Regions from separate parts of the Rattus norvegicus genome. Here region 2 is linked to region 1. A link is a contact called in public Hi-C data. All regions are on one chromosome and are shown on one strand. Each heading gives the region's core, a stretch centred on a gene start, on an enhancer-like site or on the middle of the called end of the contact. The rest is flanking DNA. Distances are from core to core; before and after follow the strand shown.

What was found. Hi-C and Micro-C count contacts between places; a contact is called where the count stands out from the background.
Region 2: a contact with region 1 is called in a Hi-C map of liver, with 2.4 times the contacts expected there. The contact joins the promoter of Slc35b4 here to the promoter of Lrguk in region 1. A contact is called at or near these places in 2 of 12 Hi-C or Micro-C datasets (the A7r5 cell line and liver).

What each region holds. Positions count from the first base shown.
Region 1 is chr4:63,613,184-63,617,668 of GRCr8, forward strand. Lrguk (leucine-rich repeats and guanylate kinase domain containing) reads left to right here and starts at 1,278. Exons shown (of 16, transcript NM_001401524.1): 1 at 1,278-1,599. The coding sequence starts at 1,306.
Region 2 is chr4:63,764,834-63,769,324 of GRCr8, forward strand. It overlaps Slc35b4 (solute carrier family 35 member B4), which reads right to left and starts at 1,363. Exons shown (of 10, transcript NM_001106590.1): 1 at 1,069-1,363. The coding sequence starts at 1,145.

The DNA.
Region 1 (4,485 bases), core at 28-2,527:
GGGGAGAGCAGTATAGTCTTCCGGGTTAGGCAGAGCCAGACCCTCAGGCAATGAGGTTGGAAAGAAATCCCTTGTCAGAATCGGTACCCACTAGAGAAAGAGATAAGGAGCAAGGCAGACCTCGAGGAGAGACACTTTCATTGCGCCCTTTCCAGTGATAAGCTGCAGCATAATGAAGGGAGGTAATTCTGAAAACTTTATGTCAGTTTTAATGGTCCCTCAAGCACTAAGAAAGATAATAGTCAATGGATGGTGTCCATAAGAATTATTTCTCCTTTTCCCCTGACAGCCATTGACAGGATCATTTTGTATTTGTAATGGCTGTCACCGAAGCATGGAGAAATGGCCCACTAAGGCCAGAGGATGAGGACAACTTCCCCGTCAGGATCTCTAGTGTCATCGCTATGGCGATAATAGTTACTACAGTTCTCGTTCTGCCTTTCTCTGGAGTGTTTACTTTATGGAACTTAAGGCTATAGGATTTGGGTTTCATAAAAATCGCACAAGCATGAAACCATGTTTTCTAATCCTGTAAGAAGTACAGTTGATAAAACTACTCAGCAGGATGAAAATAATTACCGATGCAGGTCACTTGACTAATACAATTATTTATGGAATACTAACAGCTCTTCAAAGGCGTTAAGATACACTACAATGTCAGTTCCGTTTGTTTTCCTTCTTTCTCCTCCCCTTTCCTTCCTTCCCTTCCCTTCCCCAATCCGCCCCTCCTCCTAGTTTTTTCTCCCCCAAGAACCAGACTTAGAGTTGAACAGGTATGTAAATTAACTGCAAATGAGCTCTCAAAGATCCTTTGCTAGTTTCTCTTCCACATTCAAAATGAAAGGAAAAGGAAAGGAGTCAGGTCTTCTCAATCATCAATGTCATGGCGTCATTTCCTTCCTCTGCGCTGTGCATAGTGTTAAATTTCATCTTTACTAGTTTTCCGATCAACAGAATTAGGGATGCCAAATCCTTCCAAATTTCGATGGTGTGAATGAAGCTAGATTGGAGATGCTTGGGTGAATGTTATCAAATGTGAGATGAACAAGGTTTAAGAAGGACAGGCAGCAGGAGACAAAGAAAGTGGGTGGAGAAAAGGAGTGAAAGATACAAGCAAAAAGGAATAAAACTAGCGAATGAACGTAAAGAGGAAAATAAAAGAAGCAGCAGAGGGCTGCAAAATTGAATGGCAGCAGAGACCTTGACAGACTGCGCAAGCACGGAAGCTTGGGACTACAGCCCCCAGAATTCCTTGCACGGCCGCGGGCCAAAGCGTCAGTCTCCTAGGCAACGTGTATAAACAAGATGGCGACCTTCGAGGGAAGTCCCTCGAGATGGAAAGGGACCCGTTTCCAGCGGAGTTTGGGTGCTTCTCGCGCTGTAGCCCAGGCGATACTGTCACTCACAGACAAAGAACCTCAGAAGCGATGGCCTACTTTTCCCATGGGACTGAGATCAAAAGGGACTTTCAGAAGCGCCTCCTCTTACCTCCTCCACCAGCTCATCCACCGCTCTCACGAGGCAGAAGTGGAGCAAGAAGAGCAGCAGGAGGAAGGAGAATCCGAAGAGTCAGAGGAGTCCGAAATGCAGAATTTGGAGGTGTGCCTCCCTCTCCCCCCAACTCCCCACCCCAGTCTCGGGCTCCCTCTAGCCGCCCAGCCTGGCTGCCTCAGTGACAGCTTGCTTCTGCAGTGCCCTGGTTTCAGTCCACTCCTTTCCGCCCAAAGGACAAGGGCTTTTCTTTGCTGCTTATTTCTTTTCCCCAAATTTCTGGCGTCCTTCCCTCCTGTCTTGGAGGAGGGGGAATAAACCCTCCAAATATTTACTTTCTTTTCATGGTTGGGTTTAATGCTTTCAAAATTATGCATTGACAAAATCATGCATTATTACAAAATAGGCAAGCATTGGTCTCCCCAAACTGAAGTACTTCTGCACTATTCCCAGTTATGGGCCATTCATCTTCTTCTTTCTTCCAGGGTGAAAAAAAATTAAAAAAAAAAAATCCAAATGCTCTGTTGAAGAAAAAATAACTTATATAAGTTTTATATGTTAGTTCTGCTACCGGTATTTAAGTGCTTCATTAAGCACTCACACTCTTTCTGGTTAAGAAGGGATTCATAGCATGATCAGAGAGAGCCAGCTCACCCTCAGTCAGGAGAGCGGTTGGCTTATGGGAGTGTTCCTAGCACTCTTAACTATTTTTCTACACAGCGTTCCTAGTTCTTACCTTTATATCGGGCTCCCCCCTCCCCACCTCTTCTCCTTCAGTGTATACATCTTTTCAGCTTCTTCACACATATGTCCTTTTCAAGCTACCTTTCTCCCTGATGTCAGACATGTTTTCTGGTCTTCTTTCTTATTCTTCCCCCGCCTCTGACCTTCCATTACTCCAGCCCCGTCCTCCTTTCCTTGGGCTCTTGTCTCTGATGCCCTTTTGTGCACTAGGAATATTTGGTCCGTTTTCCCACCTCATCCCTCATTTCCTTTTTCCTTTTCCACGTGGTCCTTCGTGCTAGTTCCATTATAATGCTGTTGAAGTTGGCTATAGCAATGTGCTGGCATTGGTGTTCTGACCTACACTCCCTGTACTGAGAAGCAGAGATGGGAAGATTATCGTGAATTAGAGGTTAGCCTGGTCTACATACCCAGTTCCTGATTAGCTGGAAATGTTGCTAGAACCACACAGTGAGAGCCTTAAAAAATAATGGTGACGACAATGATGATGATAGTGAACTTGACCAGGAAGGCCGTTATTTATTTTATTCTTTGCTGGTTAATTTCGCTGCTTTCACCAGTGACTACCACAAACTGGCCGTGTTTGTGCTCCTTTCAAATGTTTGTGTGGTTTCCACCACCTTCCACCCCAGAGGAATTCACAAATGAACCACAAGCATAGTTTATGATTCTAATTAGCGCAGGCTCCTTAGATATGGGTTCATTAGTGCCATCATTAATCTGTCTTCAGGATGCCATTAACGCGCCGTAGAAGGGGGTCCACCCAACTGGCTACCCCTTTCTGGTTTGGAGAATATGTTGAGAAAAAAGTTTGTTTCGATACTGACTTTTCATGGTATTACGTTTTAAAGTGTGGAATGTACTGAGAAGTTGTAAAGTGTGGTTTATTTCTCGTATCTTACCCTGACTCCAAGTAATAATGTGGTGGCCACAGCAATACAGCTCCTTCAAACTACCGAAGCCCTAAGGGAAGCAGTTGAGACCAGCTGTTTGGAGCACAGCCTTTGGGATGAAAGGCTAGTGGTGGAGACATGGGCTAGCCTTTTGTTAGTACCAAGATTCTGTATAAGTCATTTAGCTTGTCTAGAACTCAAAATATGGGCTTGATGGTGCTCTCTGTCTCGTAAAATAACTGAATGATATCCTCTATGTAAAGTGCTTAGTGTACAGCCGGCAAGATGGCTTCTCATGTAAAGAGACTTGCTGCCAAACTACATGACCTGAGTTCAATCCCCTTGACCCACAGAGTGGAAGAAGAGACTGGACTCCCTAAAGTTGTCCTATGACCTCCACACATTTGCTGTGGTATGTGTACATGCATACAAACACATATGCAAATAAAAAGCATAGTAAAAAAATAAATACTTATCATAATAGAGTCTTGATACTAAAAACAGTAATTCAGACGTTTCTAATTGCTACCTGGAGCTTGTTAAGTGACTTTCGCCATATTGAACAAACATTTAGGGAACTATTGCTTGCTAGGAAGCACTCTTTGACTGTGTCTTGACTCAGAATTTGGTGTATGAAAGCCTCCCTTTGCCAGTATGGGTAACTCAGTGTGAGTCGCAATGCCTATCCGCTAGGACAGTTACAGACTTCTGATTTCACAAGAGACTACCTTAAAGTTTTCAGTAATATAGTATCTGCTAGGTAGAGTAGGCTCGCAGAAGTTACCGATGGAGTAAGTAGGGGATAGCAGCAGTTAAAATAGAAGGTGGAGATGTGGCCGTCATGAGCCCATCCTCTCATAGTGACCCACGAGCACGTCACAGCAAGCAGCACCTCAAGTTTCACGTACAGAGATAAGAGCAGCCGCACTCGGGAGTCATGCGTGGGGGCAGAACAAGCAGCTGGAACTGAGGTAGGCCCTGCGCTGTGCACGGTCACTCGCTTGACATCTTAAGCAGTTCTCTGAGGACCAGGTAAATTTAGAGAGGGTGCTGTGCATTCTAGCAATATCCACAGGGGAGCAGGGAGATTCTGGGCTAAGGGAGGGCTTGGAATATAAAACAGGCTAAAGATAAAACATCTAAGATGAGACCATCACTAACTGAGAGTCAGAGACGTGGGATGACGGGATGATCATGTCACCATCAGATACGAAGGACACTGGGGGATATTGGGTCATTGCAAAGGGAAGCAGGGACAGAGATTACTACGTATTAAGGAATTGGGTTTAGGAATCACATGGCTTCGAATCAGGGAAGAGGGATCACAGAGGTAGGAAACCGTGGAGTTCATAGCTCT
Region 2 (4,491 bases), core at 113-2,612, 150 kb after region 1:
AATAAAATGATAAGTTCTCTAATGGTAAACAATAACCCAGAGTTGACCATTAATAAACTGCTTACTTCACAAGGGCTTAAACCAACAGTATCAAATAGAATACACTGCTACCAGACATCACACTATGTTCAAAACTCAAGTTCAAAAATGAAAGGGATCTGGAAATGTTACTGGGTTAGGAGCTTGGAGAGACATCTTTGACCCCATTTCTTGCTCTGCCACTCTTTCAGCAAAACAATGTAACTCGATCATAGGGTTGTTCCGATAGTCAACCGACACACAGCAGATAGATTCAGAAGCATGCAGGCTGAACTAAGATAGTATTCAACTGCCTGAAAAAGGAGACCCAGAGAAGCTAAGTAACTGGCCAAGGCTATATTGCCAGAGGAGCCAATCCTGAAATTACTAACTCGAGCTGTTTAGTCCTAATTGGTTTCCAGTCCACCTCCTGTCTCTTTTCTAACTTCTGCCTACTGAACTTTGCACAGCGTTACCCAACAGTATTCGTAAGACACTAGCACAAAGCCAACCCTGTTCCCAAATACATTTCAAAAGTGCACGCTTCTCAACTAAAGACTGTAATGTGCTAAATGCTCAGGGACCATGGTGACAGTAGTTATCTGCACCGCATCACTCACAAGTCTAAGTGCTCAGAACCATCCTTTTCTACGACCAATAAAAACAAATGCTTTGCAAGACATGTCAACACACACGCAAACGAAACTTTCTTTGCAACGTGTACAAAACAGGACTGTGAGAAACTTTTGCTACAGATAGACACGTGTCATTCATTGACTAGGCAGCGAAAGGCGCTAGAGCTGGATGAGTAGTAAGGAGAGGGGCTCCTTGAGACCTAGGATCAGTCATATGAAAAAGTCTCCAGGCTTCAAACTCCCAAAGTGTGGCATCGAGATGCCGAGAGCACAGGGGATGTAACCTGGAGGAGTGCCAGGGTTGCGGAGTTGCTGACTGCGTGGGTATCCCGTATAGCCGGGTAGGGAGGGGGCTAGGGCGAGCAGCCCCGGACCAGCCTGGAGAACCTGGGCGCGGCCCGAGAGGGTCACTCACCGGGCCAGCAACTCTAGGAAGATCACATTACTGCAGCAGCCTGCGAACACCAGGCCCACCGCGAAGGCCGGGCGCATGGCCGGTGCGGGGCACGGGGAGCCAGCGCGCAGAAAAAGCGCCCTTCCAGATCGCTACCCTAGAAAACCCGCGCGCAACATCACCACGGCCAGCAGTTCCCTCTCTGAGGACCTTCTTGATCAACTCTTCCTCTGCGGCTGCTACAGACGCGGCCAGACAAGGAGCTGTAGTTCTCAATTTTACCCAGTCCCATTCATTTGAGGGGCTGTCCAAGGGCTGTCCAAACTACATGTCCCAGCAGAACGCGCGCCTTTACGGCAGGCGTGAAAAAAACAGGCAAGTTTCCCGGAAGCCTCGCGTGATCCAATGCCGCACTGCCTTCTGGGAAATAAAGTCCCAATGCTGTTCGTGTTCCGTAGGGAATGAGATTCAACAAAATAGCTTGTGTGTTCTAGACTTGTGACTACTCATTAGAGTATTCTAGCATCTGAAACAACTCACCTGAAACTGAGCGAGCGTAGAAATTCCTGTAAAATCTAAACAGACTTCTAGGAAAACAGTGAACCCAAAAGTTTTGAGGTTGAGCCTTGGCTTGAACTGCCACTCTCATCATAGGGGTAAATAGGCCTGTCTTAGTACTAGTTGTTGAAGAAAAGACTAGCATAGTGAGTGTATTGCTTTATGTTGTGATTTTTGTGGAGGCGCTGAGCACATATTGTCTTATGCTGGCATTTTGCCAGCTTAAGGTGCTCATAAAATAGTGAGTTTGTTTTAACTCATAAAAGGTGTTCTTGTTCCTATTCTCCTTTTAAAGAAGGACGGTTCCAATTTCAGAATGCATTAGTGCTTATTGAAAATTCAGAGTTCAGGACCGCACATAAGAAGTGTAATTCAGAAAAGTCCAAGGCTAGCTCAGTAACCATCATTTAGAGCATGCATGCCCCAGGGTTCAGATAAGATCTCTGGGTCTCGACTTGGGGAAACCTCTGTGAAGTCTGTTGTGAATCTTGAGGAAAACTTCATAGTGTTTATGTTTATCCCCTAATTTGCCTCCCGTCCTGTGGATGCAATTACACTAACAATTACAGTAACACTAATATTACATAATGGGAAGTGGGAAACAGGGTTGTTAATTTATCACATCTTTCAAAAACCGGTCTGCTAGGTGTACAAACACAGAACACAAAAGCACTGGCCTATGTACATTGTTGGCGGTCACCATGCAGTCTTTCTTTCTATCACTGTTGAATGGGAGTGAACACCAAGAGCCTCAGTAACAAATGCCATGAGCCTTCAGCTGAAGGAAAGGGGGCAAGTGTTTCCTTTCACCACTTAAATGCTGGTGTGAATAGGTTTGTTTTGCCTGCATGTATATCTGTGCAACATGTGTGCTCTGGGTGCCCTCAGAGGCCAGAAAAAGGCATCAGATCTAGAACTGGAGTTACAGAGGTTCCGAGCCAACCTCTGGTTGCTCCAAGTTGGACCTGGGTTTCCTGCCAGAGCAGCCAGTGCTCTTAACCACAGAAGCATCTTTCCCGTCCAGGGATGGCCATTTTTGACTGGAGTGCTTAAACATTGGCATTCTCAGAGTTTCCCCAGGTGATTTGACTCTGTGCTGAAGTTGAGAGCTGGCGGGGTCAGGGGGTGAAGGGGGGAGGAAGTATTTAAAGGGCTGGGATCAGTGACATCAGCAGGTCATCTTTAAGGTGCCATCTCAGCCTGGTTACACCAAAATCCTCAGGGAATGGGACCAAGTATCATGTGTCACTGAAACCCCAAGGCTGAGAAGCATCCTTTACTCAACTTAGTTCTCAAAGCCTGGCTACATAATAGAGTCACATGAGAGACTGTAACAATTTGTTGAACAACGAAACCAAACCCAGAAATATCAGAGCCACTCCATTGCTAACCAAGTAAAGAAGACACCTAAGTTTGTTGCCTAAGCAGTGACATCTGTAGATGCTTCTGCCTAGAGAAAAGCTGAGCCTTTGCTCTGATTGGCCTGGGGACTGTGTCCTTTACTTCCCATCTACCCCGCCCATGCACACGCCAAGCTTGGGAGCACTTGAGAGGATGTTCTAAACACCAATTCCTGAGTCCCAGATAAAAATCAAAATGGGCTTAGGTAAATGAACAAAGAGGGAGCTTGAGTGTCTGCATAGGCTCTGGATCTTTCTCCGTATTTCTGTCTTGACCTATGCCAGTTTTTAGTAATAATATATTCACTACACATATTGATGGCCCAGGCTCTTGGTCAAATGCCGATTCTGGTTCTAAGTGAAACCCAGGTTATACGTTTCTCTTTTTTTAATTGGATATTTTATTTATTTACATTTCAAATGTTATCTCCCTCCCTGATTTCCCTCCGGTAACCCCTTATTCCATCCCCCTCCCGCTCCTTCTATGAGGGTGTTCCTCCACCCACCCATCCACTCCTGCCTCCCTGCCCTGGCATTCCCCTACTCTAGAGCATCGAGCCTTCACAGGACCAAGGACCTCTCCTCCCATTGATGCCCAACAAGGCCATCCTCTGCTACATATGTGGCTGGAGCCATGGGTCGATCCATGTGTACTTTTGGTTTGTGGTTTAGTCCCTGGGAGTTGGGGGAGGGGGCGGTCTGGTTGGTTGATATTGTTGTTCTTCCTACGGGGTTGCAAACCCCTTCAACTCCTTCAGTCCTTTCTCTAACTCCTCCACTGGGGTCCCGGTGCTCAGTCCATTGGTTGGCTGTGAGAATCCCCATCTATATTGGTCAGGTTCTGGCAGAGCCTCTCAGGAGACAGCTATATCAGGATCCTGTCAGCAACCACTTCTTGGCATCTGCTATAGTGTCTGGGTTTGGTGTCTGTATATGGGATGGATCCCCATACTGGAGGAAAGGCCATCCAGAGACTGCAACACCTGGGGATCCATCCCATATACAGGTTATACGTTTCTAACAAGCTCTTAGTGTCAGGTCTCTTAGTCTGTGAGTCACGCTCTAAGGAGTAGAAGCCTATCTGTTAACTCACCCTCGAGACTACTCTATTCCTGCCCTCACTGGTTCAGAGAATTTGGACCAACAAAACTATCTGTGGGTTTGTGAGTTCCTCCTTCTCCTTAGCCTGCAATCATGCTAAAGACCCAACCATCCATCTATCCAACCAACAAAAAACCCCACCAAAGCAAATATACATACATACACACACACACACACACACACACACACACACACACACACACACACACACACATTCTTTTCTTCTTCCTCATTTTAATGACAAATATCTTCAGGAGGTAGTAGTAAATACTCTTAGTCTACTTTAAAATGTTTTTAAATGTTTTAGAATTTCATACATGCATATGATGTATTTCCATCATATTTACCCCCTCCCTACCTCCTTAACTCTTCACATATTCTGCAC